Linked DNA regions of Sus scrofa: region 2 is linked to region 1. A link is a contact called in public promoter capture Hi-C data. All regions are on one chromosome and are shown on one strand. Each heading gives the region's core, a stretch centred on a gene start, on an enhancer-like site or on the middle of the called end of the contact. The rest is flanking DNA. Distances are from core to core; before and after follow the strand shown. Region 1 holds the start of DR1 (protein Dr1). Region 2 holds the start of RPL5 (ribosomal protein L5).

Evidence for each region. Promoter capture Hi-C pulls out the DNA fragments that hold promoters and counts their contacts.
Region 2: a contact with region 1 is called in a promoter capture Hi-C map of liver, with 2.5 times the contacts expected there. The contact joins the promoter of RPL5 here to the promoter of DR1 in region 1. A contact is called at or near these places in 1 of 5 promoter capture datasets (liver) and 1 of 2 datasets of contacts at active chromatin or transcription factors (alveolar macrophages).

What each region holds. Positions count from the first base shown.
Region 1 is chr4:123,832,848-123,839,278 of Sscrofa11.1, forward strand. DR1 (protein Dr1) reads right to left here and starts at 3,028. Exons shown (of 3, transcript XM_001928479.5): 1 at 2,039-3,028. The coding sequence starts at 2,258. CCDC18 (coiled-coil domain-containing protein 18) reads right to left here. Exons shown (of 32, transcript XM_021090190.1): 32 at 4,734-5,936.
Region 2 is chr4:124,364,001-124,370,431 of Sscrofa11.1, forward strand. RPL5 (ribosomal protein L5) reads right to left here and starts at 3,612. Exons shown (of 8, transcript NM_001114284.2): 1 at 3,566-3,612; 2 at 2,401-2,470; 3 at 2,195-2,310; 4 at 1,061-1,195. The coding sequence starts at 3,568. It overlaps EVI5 (ecotropic viral integration site 5 protein homolog), which reads left to right and starts at 3,778. Exons shown (of 18, transcript XM_021090214.1): 1 at 3,778-3,903.

The sequences.
Region 1 (6,431 bases), core at 1,778-4,277:
ATTCTTATCCACTTAACAGCAATGTTACAAGAGGAAAAAAAAATCTGTAGGACTGTAACAGGTCAATACACGATTTTGAAAAAATAAATCATCTTTAGTGCATAAGGAAATTGCTTTCACTGGAACTTTCTCTGACTCATACATTAAACTGAATTTAGCATATTCCAGAGTTGAGCTATTTAGCATACTGCTAGCTACAGCTGCACTTTTCTTCCATCATGTCAATCAGATATCTAAATATATCCTAGAAAAGAATAAACTCTACCCAAGAAGACAGATCGTGATGTGTTATTAGATTTTTGGAATGATCACCACGTCTGTGGTGTAAACAAGTGTTTAGGCAGATCCTTCTGAAATCTTTTGCAATTTTCATTGGAAAGGCAATGTTGATCAAAGATCCTTTTTCTCTTTTATAAGCTGTAAAACGAAATTATAGCTATCTGTGTTGAATAATCTTGTGAAAGACTTGTGCCAACAATTGCACATACAATGTAAAAATAAAACACAAGAGGAAAAACAGACAACTTTTGCTTTCATTTTACTTGCCAGAGTACACCAAACAAGTAGAAGAATATTCTAGCTTTAAAATCAAATAAACTTTTCCCTAGGGATTTCCTTCCTCCATAAGGAAGTACTGAAATGGAAACGGCAGAGTATGTTTTAAACCTACTTTCCACACATCATTAAGGATCAAAAGTGACTCATTTAATCCTTTTGTCAATATTGACAGTGAAATACTACATATGGTTAAGTATGAGATGTGTCCTCTACTTCAGAATAACAAGAAAGTCACCTTTTAAAAAATCGAATTATAAAAAAAGTTGAATTTTATATAAAAGTTGAGTTTTATATAAAACTGTATATAATTCAAAAAGTTGAATTATAAAAATAAAATGGTAGACAACCACCTGCCTACCAAAATTAACCGTGATTTTTTACTTCAAAAGCAATCAAGAAATTGTTAAAAATTTTAATTAGACTATTATAAAAGGTAAAGTCTCACTTCAAATTGAATGCAGTCTTTTCATAAGAATACATGTACAAGTCACAGAAAGTAATTCCTAAAACATAATTAGTGAATGTCTCTTCATTTTTGAAACGAACCATCAGAATACAGTTCCCCAACTCTATTACTGAACTAAATCCTTTCCAAGAGAAGAAAGAAGAAACTGTTACACTTCCAGAAGCGCTGCTCAAGAAAAGGTTGCGTGTGTACATCCAAGTGGGGAGGACGGCAGGAAAGGGCAGCGGAATGTCCCGCGAAAAAAAACCTCACAATCTTTCCATCCAAGCTTGGAAAAGCTACCGCCACAAAGCAAAGCAAGTTGCAGAAGAAAAAGGAAGGAAGGAGGGAGGGAAGGAAGGAAGGAAAGAGAAGGAAAGGAGAGGAGGGAGAGGAAAGGGTGCCTTTTCTTACAGAATAGAACTTGAGAGCTCTGGCAACTTGTTGCTGGCCGGCAGGACCATTTTCAAAGCAGAGAACACAGACACTCTCTCCATCCAACCCTAATCCACCGCGCAGCGCTCAACATCCACGTTCCTCCCACTCTCCCCGCGTTCTCAACACGCGTCTTTCCCTCCACCCTGGGGCAGGGCTCGGGTGGGGATGAAGGTCCCGTCTGCATTCAGAGCCTCCGCGGGACAGCTTCTGGGTTCCTCTCCGTTGTCACGCCCTCGGTCCCCCTTCCGCAGGCTCCTTCTCGCTCCTCACGTCCGGGTTCCACCGCAGGCAGGCAAAACTCCTGCCGCTTCGGCTGGCCCGGCTGTAAACTGAGAGCACCCCTCCCGCTCGAGCCGGGGGCACGCCAGCTGGCCCCGCCGCTGGGCAGCTCTTCCACCATCCGCTGCTTGAAAAGGGCGAGAACCCGCCACGGGGATGTGAAGGCGCCGGCTGCCCCCACGCCCGCGGGGCCTTGTCAGCGACCAGCACTAAGCCACCAGGACCAGCCTGAGGGCTGGGACATGACGGCGTCGCCCACGAGCACGCCGTCCCCGGCCGGCCCCTCTTCGGCAGCAAAAGCCCACAGAGACCACTTACCTTGTATGACGTGCTCTGGCGAGATGGTCTTCTTTTCCGATTTGTTGCAAATCTCATTGGCTTCAGAAGATACAAGGTGAATGAATTCAGTGCAGCAGTTCACCACCAGCTCCCGGGCATCGTTGGCCACCCGGACATTGGGCAGAGTCTCTTTGATCATCTTATTAATAGCAGCTCTGGGTATAGTGAGATCATCGTCGTTGCCAGATGAGGAGGCCATCGTACCTTCCTACCTCTCGTGCCCCGACTTGTAAAAAACTCCCCAGCTCTGGTCCACACTCCACGAAGCTTCTTTCAAAAGGGCGCCTCGGAGAGTGAGCCCGGCGGCGCTCTGAGAATAGGGTGCAGGAGATAAAGGGGGGGTCAAGAGGGCAAGAAACACCCGCGTGCGTGAGATTCAGGGCGAGGCTGGGAACAAAGTTGGGGGCTGAGGATCCTGGGGACAGCACCGCCCAGGTCAGCGAGGGAAAGCAAGGTGGTGCGGAAATCTAAGCCCGGAGAACCACCTTCGTGCCTCCTCAGAGGGGCGTGCGCTGTCGCCTAACCGGTCCCCAACGGCGCCGGAGCAGAGGCAAGGTCCAGGGGCACTGGCCTGGCCGCGGTACCGGGCGGACACCCAGCGGGCCGGGCTCTACAGAGCCGGAGCCCCCGCTGCCGCCGCCAGCAGCCGCTGCCGCTGCCTCGGCCAAACCATCCTTCAGACACCGGCGCCGCCGCCTCACAACATGTCGGCCGCGGCCGCTGCTGGAACCCGGGCGGCCGCCGGGGAACGAAGACGGACAGAGCCGGCACAGGCGAGCGGCAGGGGCGGCCGCTGTGGCCGTTCAGCCCGAACGCAGACCGTGGAAGCCGAAGACGCGGTAACGGTGGTCCCTCCAGAGGCCACAGAAGAAGGTTTGCTGGAAGTCTCTCCCGATACCCTTTGCGCTACCGGAAGTCTCGCCCCCACACGTTTTCCCCCCCTCCAGCCCGACTTCCGGGTGTGGCTGCAGCCCTTCCCCCACCCGCGCCGGCGGGAACCGCCCGTCCTCCCCGCCAGCTGCTTCCGCTTTCCGTGGTCCCGGCACGCGCCTTGGGGTCCCGCCCCTTCCCGGGGCCGTAGCGGCCGGGCGCGCGCCCCGCGGTACCGGAGCGCCCCGGCAGGCGTCGGACGCGGGCCGGGGTGGCTGCGTGGACTGGCGAAGATGGAAAGCCGCCTCTGCCCTCTCAACCCGCTGAGGCTCGGAACCCATTCCTAGCCAAGTTTGCAGACAAAGGGGCGCTGGATTTCGTTTAAAGAATTCTAGTTGCTCATCCTAAAGCGCCCGAATTGAGATTGAAAGGAAGAGGAAGGAGGCCTGGGCTCGGCCGTGCAGTATGGGGGAAGTAGAACCCGGTGTGTCTGTATCGTCCACAGGAAGACGCTTTGGATAGTACCTCATAGACGTTATTCGGGTGGAAACTCGGGCGCCCCACCCATTTTCTGGTTTTATGGGAAACATTCAGAAAAGTGACTTTCCCTCGCGGTCACTGCTAATACCTAAACTGGAAACTAGAAATAAGATCCATCGTAGTGGAAACGCCTAGTCTACAATGAGCCAGATTAGAAGGTTCCGATTTAGACATTTTGGATTTCGATGAAGCGAAAAAGAGTGGGCTCTGATTTTTTTTTTTTTTTTGCAAACGTGTATCAAGTTCTTAAGAAAAATTGCACAAGAAATAGCAACAACAGACAAAAAGACCAAAAAAAAAAAAAAAAAAAAAAAAAAGGAGTTCCCGTCGTGGCGCAGTGGTTAACGAATCCGACTAGGAACCATGAGGTTGCGGGTTCGGTCCCTGCCCTTGCTCAGTGGGTTAACGATCTGGCGTTGCCGTGCGCTGTGGTGTAGGTTGCAGACGCGGCTCGGATCCCGCGTTGCTGTGTCTCTGGCGTAGGCCGGTGGCTACAGCTCCGGTTCGACCCCTAGCCTGGGAACCTCCATATGCCGCGGGAGCGGCCCAAGAAATAGCAACAACAACAAAAAGACCAAAAAAAAAAAAAAAAAAAGAAAAATTGCATTATTTCTAAAAGCTAAGTTTGCCATACTGTCATTTTGAAGAAGCAGACTATATTATAAATAGGGAGGTGCAATTTCTAAAAGGCAAACCAGATACCGTTTACATGAGTTTGGGCACTTTAGTTAATCAGCTAAATTGTTCTTAGATTGGACAGCAACTGGCTTGTTTGAAATGTTTTCTTAAAACCTTTTGGTGTATGATCCTAGGTGTAGCACTTTAGGAGACCTTAATTACATTTTTAAAAAAATTTTTCATTTAGCATTTTCGCCAGTACACTTGCAGGTTTTTTAATTTCTGGAGTTTAGACCCTTTTTCTCAGTGTTACTAAGTTTAGTCGAAACAAAATTTATTTGATAAAGTTTTTCTTTAAAGTGGGAATGTGAAACTCTTGGCTCAGATGTTGGCTATTAAGTATTTTTGTACGTCAAGGTACTGTTGCATTAAAGGGTTTTATTGCCTAAATTTATCTTGGGCTTACCAAGTTTGCAAGCCTGAAAAAGCTAGCTAGCAAAAAAGGTCCCCGAAATGATCACATTGTCACTGACCCAAAACTTAATATTCTTGAAAAAAATGTAATAATGATAATTTTGCCTTTTCATATAACATTTGTGCTACATAGGCTTGTAGGGTTATGATACATAAAGCAGTAGAGCACACATGTTGTTACTCCAGTAATTTATTACTACAGAGTTCTGTGGTAAAAGAAGCAAGAAATGTGTAGTAAAGAAACAGGTTCCAGTCCCAGTTTTTTGTAACTTTAGGCAGGCCACCTTCCAAGTCTCCTTTTTCCTCAACCAGAAATGGAAATATTACATAACTCAGAAGACACAAAGTCGAATGAGACTGTATGTAAAAGCACCTTTAACATTATGAATTATTATATAAATGATGGGGTATGGCTGTCATCTTTACCAGGTCTGGGTAGTCTTCAGCCACTGATAACCCATACGTAGTATGGCTGAGGGAAATTTTAAATATAAATAGCAGAGAAATATGTTAATCTGGAGCCCACATTTAAACACTTATAGAACAGTAGATCCCTATTATAAATAGACTTTTGAAAAGACAAGGATAGCATCTCTTTAATAAGCTTTAAGGGTTTTAGAATGCTTGTATATGAAACATGTTTTTCATGGTATCCCAAAATTCATGATATGAACAGAAACAAAATAGAGCTGTTTCTTAGGATGAGTTAGGCTAACTCTGTAGTAATCTTAAGATGTGTTAATTTGTAGATGCCCAAACTTTCAGCTAAAATTGCTGACAATAATCTTATACCATTTGTAATTTGGAGGTTAAATGTTTGAAAAAGCAAACAAGTACTTCCCATTATGCTCATTTGTTATTACTAACCTGATCGTACCCAAGTACTTTCACCTGTATTATCTCATTTAATCCTCAAGAGCAACCGTATTTTAATCTCTACAGATTAAGGTGCTGATTTAATCTCTACCGATAAGGAAAGTGAAACGATAAAGCTAAATTACTTCCCTGAACTCAGTATAACAGTGGGGATAGGCTGGATTATATTGCAAGAGCAAATAACCCCCAAATCTCAAAAGGTTTATGTTAATGGGTTCATCATGGGTCAGCAAGAAGACTTACCACATGGTTATGCCTCAAAAATCCATTGGCGCTGTTGAGAAGTAATGAAGGAGCTTTAAAATACAGACTTTTGACTATATTTTGAGGTGGAGAGAAAATAAACTGTCTTCAAAGTAACAACATGAAGTTGTGGAGGCAGAAATTGTTCTGGAAACAGGAGATGGCCGTAATTGACATAAAGCATTTGTGTTGTACAACAGCTCAAGAAAAGTGAGATGGCCAAATGGGTGAGGCAGTGGAACTCACGAACAGAGGCCTAGAGGGTGAGGAGAGAGAAGCCAGTCAGTTGGAACAAGGGCCTTGGAAATAAGCAGAGAAGCTCTAGAGCCTCAAATGCTCGTGCCAGAGAGCCCCCCAAATACCTGGATCGCTAGAGTGTCAGTGTATTCTGCTTCTGCAAAAGACAGAGGGCTTCCATGAAACAGTTTCCTGTGCTTGTTTACTTCCTAAATCCTCCTTTTGTTCTATACAACTTGAAAGAGTTCAGCTCTGGGCTTTAGCTTCAGATCTGGATTTGATCCCCACTCTGACACTTATTGCCTCTAACCTTGGGTAAAGTATGTCAGCTGTGTCCTGATTTTTCTCATCCATAAAATGAGTCCTTGCCTCCTGGGATGTTAAAGATTGAATGACATGATGTATGCAAAGTATTTAGCCCAGAACGTAAATGCTCAATAAATGGTGATAGTTGTTAAAAATAACCGTCATTACACTGATGGTTATTAATTATTGGAATAGAATAATGGGAGTG
Region 2 (6,431 bases), core at 2,362-4,861, 530 kb after region 1:
ACAGTTTCTGAATCTGCTACACTGTTCATACCTGATTTTTGTAGCAATCAGTTAGGACATATGATACGTCAATAAAGGTACCTCCACATTTCTTTAGTCATATGTGGCTATAATTCAACAACTAAATAGTAAATGTTACCAAATGTAGCTTTGTTCAATTCCATTATAGTATTAGGAGTAAGTAGGATCCTGTGGCTCTCCCTATCACTACATCATGTTAGCATGAGCCACTCCTCTGCCGGCACATATCATCCAGCTAGGTCTTTGCTAGAAGTAAGGCCTCTGCACCCAGCTGCCCTCATGGAAGACAATGCTCCCCACCCAAACATGTTTATAACCAATGCAGATGTGGGCCCCCAACAAAATGATGCATGCCTAACAATTCCACTGCAAAACAAGGTCAGTAACCCAGAAAAAAATAAGGTAAAATGTTCATCTCCTTTCTGTGTATTACAGGAAATGCTGCCACCCAGTGGCAAAGCTTATTTAAACAAAAATGAATCCCCCCAAAGCCTGCCCTTGCCCCCAAAGCTTAAGGCAGGGCTTCTCAAAATGCAGCGTGGCACATAAATCACTTGGGCATCGTATAAAAATATAAACTCTGAGGGTCTGGAGTAGAGTCTGCATTTTTAATGATGCTGATGGCCAGAAGATCTACACTTCTGGGTAGACCTGTCCCAACAAGGTAGCCACCACCTAGGCACAAATGGCTTTTGAAATTTCAGTTAAAAACAGACTTCATCAGCACTAGACACATTTCAGTACTCAACAGCTACGTGTGGCTACTGGCTCCCCATCGGATGACAGACATCCACCACTGCAGAAAATGTTACTGGTCTAGATAGAGCCAACAAACAGGAAAGAAAACAAAAAATGGTTCCCCACATTAGAAAGTGCATGTCTCAACAGTGTATTTACTTATAAAGCCATCTTCCTTGATGCCGCCCTTTAAGCCCCAGAGCAAAAGCAGGGACTGGTCGTCCCCAAAGCTGCAGGTACCCTACCCAGGTGTGCACATCTTTCCTGGAAACAGCACATCAAAGAGTAATCGTGTACCTACCCTGCGGGCCAGCAGCAGGCCAGTACAATAAGCTGCAGCATAATTTGTCAGGCCGACCTTCACGCCATACTTTGGGAGTTCGTGAGCATAAGCTGCACAAACTATCATATCTCCTTCTATACGGGCATAAGCAATCTACAAATAACAGAAAAACCAGGTCAGTGATCTATTTTCACTGTTTTGAGTACTTGTCCTAAGTGCCTTCTTTTTCAAAGGACTTACTTGGTCAACTACAATAGGTAGCTTTATGAGTCTGTAAATACCTCTATCATCACAGCATCTAAGTTTCAAATTACCACAGACATCAAAGATTAAAATGCCCTCGGAAGAAGTTATACTGTATGTAGTTCCTTACTTCTAAATACTGAAAAGACTCTGAGCTGGTTTAGCTGGTGAATTAAGGAGGCACTAAAGAATCCCCGATTATTTTAAACATCTTTTGAACTAAGCATATCTAAGTCCAAGGACGCTTCAGATACCTAATGTTTAGTCACCTGAGCTTGGGGAAGGAGACTGCCTTCGCAACCCAGAAAACCAAGGAGTGTGCCTGTCCCCTGCAAATTTCAACTATGAAGAGTTTTCCATAACAGCCCAGAAAACTACCTTCTAAGGAGCAAAGAGCCACTTTCTGAAAGTTTTCTACATGGGAGACACTTTCATATGTATTTATTGAAACCTATTTCCAACAATAAGCAGGAAGAATAATCTTAAGAGTCTAATTGAATGTTCTGAACCGCCTCCCTCTTCAAAGCTGTGGGGATGGGGACCCATGACAAGTTCTATTATCCTGCTGAACTGCAATGAGCAAACCCTTCTACTTGGCCTCAGATTTATCCTCCCGGCCTCAGGAAAACAGCACAGTACCATAAATTTCCTTTCCCAATTAGAAAATGAACAGGAAGAACCTGGATCAAAACTGCCAAACAGCTGATCATCAGAGTATTGTTAGGAAGGACCCATTTCCCAGGCCCCAACTTCAGACCTACTACTCACTCTACTATTCCCTGGAATGCCGGGCTCCAGAGGAGCTGGACCTAATCCATACACATGTTTTGCTTCCCAAGGACCATTTGTTTAGCACAGTGAGGGTGGGACAGGGGTACCATCCGTCACTCAGTCTAGAATACAACTTACCTGACAAATTATATCTCTGTTGGTTACACGAACTATCATCCTGTATTTTGGTGTGTTATACTTATTTTTATCTTGGATGACCAATCGTTTCCGGGCATAGTAGTCAGTTTTACCCTCTGAAAGAAAAAAACAATTTAAGAAAGTCTACTCCACTGCCAGAGAAGCAGAAATCGTTTCAACGTGTGAACACAAAAAACTGACCATACCTCGTCGTCTTCTAAATTTCACCTGGTACCTCTTGAAGTAAGCCTTATTCTTGACGACTTTTACAAACCCCTTTAAGAAAAAAGAAATGTTATTAACACTTTGATTGTTTTAGTTTATACTTTTGACATTTGAGCTGTAACAAAGTAACACTTCAAAATTGAAACTTGCAGTGAATTCTGACAACCACCACTTTTTGTAGAGTCCAGCCTTTATCAAATCAAAGCTCGAGAATCACTTTCCTCTACTTTCCATGGCTCAAAATTTATAGCTTTATAAAGCAATAAAAATGAGCCAGTGGGGGGAAATGGAAGGAAACAACAAACACAAACGTAGGCCAATTTCTTAACTTTTGCAAAATACTGCTCAAGACAGCAATCTTGCCAAATGTCTGTTCTTAATACTGTTCCATTTCAAGAATCTAACCTATTTCCCCCTTTATACGAACATTTTTCAAAAGCCTAAGTTACCTGTCACAAAACGCAACTGACCAAGAACTTACTCAGCAATCACTCTGCCGATTAAAACACTGTCCCTCACCTTCTAAAGCCACACCACGCCCGGAAACTCATTAAAAACTGGTGCCACCGACAACCTACAGAAAGGCAGGAGGCACGTACCAAACGCAACGAGCTTCCTTTCGGGGCCCAGAGACGCCACAGCCTGCCAGCTCTACTGACGGATCTGGGTTAAAAGCCACTTCGGGCCGACAACACAGGCCTTCTGAACGACCTGCGGGGTCCGACGGTCTCCCAGAAAACCCATCAAGCGGTCATGGGGGCGCTGGGTCCGAGGAGCCGCAGCCGGTCTCCACTCAGGCCTCCCCTAGCTCGTCTGAGAACGACTGTCCATGCAACCCGCCCGGCTCGGCCGCCAGCCAGTGACCCGCGGCACAACTGGCACTAATCCTGCGGCTTGTCTACTAAACTCACCCCTCACCCGCAATCCAGTGCCCCGGTTCCCCTCTCCTGGCACCCCTCCCCCGCACGATTACGCGCCGTGGCAGCCATTAAGGCCACGCTGGGAGCCGCAGCCGGATCACGGCAGAGCCGGCAATCTAATGCCATCCGATCCGTGCGCCACGCTAGACGGACCCTAGACGGGCCTTGGGACAAGAAGCAGGAACCCCCGTGCCTCCGTAGCCCCGAGATCGGGATATCCACTCACCATCCTGCAGAACAGAGCTCCCAATCGGCGGCTTGCCACAGAGCAGCAGGCCCAGCACCGCTCCCGGGGGGGAAAAAGGGCCGCGACGCGCGCGCAGGCGCAGTATGTAGCGCCAGCGATCACGCAAGCTACGTGTGGAAGAGAGATGCGCCGGCCGCCTGGCGTGCAGCATGCCGCCCCCTGCTGGGGGGAGGACCGATGCGGGCCTTCGCCTTCCGGGAACCAGTCCTCAAAGTCCCGGGTCCGAAAGCTCCAGACCGGCAGGGGCGGTGAGCAGCAGCAGGGAGGCTTACACTTTCCTATGCCGAGAAGTTTCACACCAAACACGCATTACTTTGGTAAGCAAGAAAGACAAGTTTAAAAATTAAATAGAATGAATTTGCTCCTTTTGCCGCCCCCCCGCCCCGAAGTCTCCTCGGGGTCCAGAGCGTACAGGTGCGCCCCACGAAGCCTCGCCTTACGGCTCCAACACTGGGTTGGGGCCCCTCTTTGGCCTTCCCACCGCACCCTCGCACCTGCCTCAGGCTGCTCTAGACTCCCTGAAGGTGGGTGCTGCTGTCAAGGTCACCTTTGAATCTCCAGCACCTGGCACAGTGCTGGCAGTAGGTGCTCGGGGTTTGATAAATGGTAAAAACGAAAACCTCTCTGCCTGCCGCCGCCCCCTCCATCATCTTCCCTGATCCCTGACCGCCTCATCCTTCTCCTTCCCTCCGTCACTCTCTTCTAGCCGACATAGCGTTTTTCCAAGTCTTTTTCTTCACTCTCTTAAAACTAATTACAACTGGATAATGAGTCTTTTGCCGGAATAGGAATACCACGCAGAGACTGAAGAGAACAAACCAACCCTCCAAACAAAAAGCAAGAGACAGTGTTCCCTCACCCAACAGTATTTCAAAGTTGATCTTCCGGCTATTGCATGGGAATCATTTAGGTACTAGTTAAAATACAAATATTTGAGGAGTTCCTGTTGTAGCTCAGTGAGTTAAAGGAACTGTTCTTAACCTACTAGTGAGGGTATGGGTTTGATCCCTAGCCTTGCTCAGTGGGTTAAGGATCTCGAGTTGCCAAAAGCTGCTGTTGGCATCAAGTTGTTGCAGGTACGGCCCTAAGAAGAAAGAAAAAAAGGAGTTCTCATTGTAGCTCAGCAGGTTAAGAACGTGACTAGTATCCATGAGGATGCAGGTTGATCCCTGGCCTCACTCAGTGGGTTAAGGATGCGGCGTGGCGGTGAGCTGTGGTGTAGGTTGCAGACACCACTCAGATCCCGAGTTGCTGCGACTGTGGTGTAGGCTGGCAGCTGCAGCTCCTAGGCTAGGAACTTCCATATGCTACACATGTGGCCCCAAAAAAGCAAAAAAATCAAAAGAGAGGAAGGAAGGAAGCAAGGAAGGGGGGAAAATGCAGATATTTGAAATCGACCAGCTCTTCTAAATCAGACTGGCGGGCTTGGGAACTGGGAGTCTGCATTTTATATTTGGCCTCAAGCCAAATATTCTCAGAAAAGTAGAAAACAAATTCTGTTTTCCCAATAATGAAATTTACTGACTCCACCAAGAAAAGAAGACAAATTACTTACCAGCACAGCAATTTAAAATATTCCCATCCAGGAGTTCCCTTGTGGCTCAGTGGGTTAAGGATTTGGCATTGTCACTGCTGTGGTTTGTGTCACTGTTGTGGCACAAGTTTGTTCCCTCGCCAGGGAACTTCTGCATGCTGTGGGTGCAGCCAAAATAAACTATTCCCATCCTTAGAAGGGATTTTAACTCCGTACCCTCATCCTCCAATAATTTAAGCCTGCTTCCAGGACTATGAGTGTGTATGAATTTAATCTAGCAGGAAAGAATAGGAGTGTAATTATGATAAATCATCTTAAGTTATCTCAAAATTTTTTCTTTGCAATTGGTTTTTGTTTTACATGACTTTATGGTTATACACTGAAGGATTGCAAATAGGTCAACTATTTTATGGGAGTTCCTGTCATGGCTCAGTGGTTAACAAATCCAACTAGGAACTCTGATCCCTGGTTTGATCCCTGGCCTTGCTCAGTGGGTTAAGGATCCGATGTTGCTGTGAGCTGTGGTGTAGGTTGCAGACACGGCTTGGATCCTGTGTTGCTGTGGCTGTGGTGTAGACCGGCGGCTACAGCTCTGATTAGACCCCTAGCCTGAGAATCTCTATATGCCATAGGAGCGGCCCTAGAAAAGACAAAAAAACAAAAAACACTATCTTATGGTTGGATCTCCTTTTTTTGATATCAATACAAAGCATTTTTTTTTTTTTAGGTCCACACGCACGGTATATAGAGGTTCCCAGGCTAGGGGTCCAATCGGAGCTGCAGCTGCCAGCCTACACCAGAGCCACAGCAACGCCAGATTTGAACCTCATCTGCAGCCTACACCACAGATCCTTAGGGAACCCGTTGAGTGAGGCCAGGGATTGAACTCTCATCCTCATGAATACTAGTCAGGTTTGTAACCCGCTGAGCCACAGTGGGAACTCCTGAACTGTGACTTTTTAAAATATCACACTCAAACACTATAATGGTATCATACAGGATAAATTATTGTTGAATACAATAGTTTCAAAGAAAGGATTACTAGATATTTGATATTATCATCTAAATCACTGTCATTCACATTGCAGGTTTCACTCTCTGTTACAATAGCATCCACACCCACCTTTTTTTTTTTTTTTTTTTTTTTTGCCATTTCTTGGGCCGCATATGGGAGGTTCCCAGGCTAGGGGTCTAATTGGAGCTGTAGCCACCGGCCTACGCCAGAGCCACAGCAACGTGGGATCCGAGCCGCGTCTGCAACCTACACCACAGCTCACGGCAACGCCGGATCGTTAACCCACTGAGCAAGGG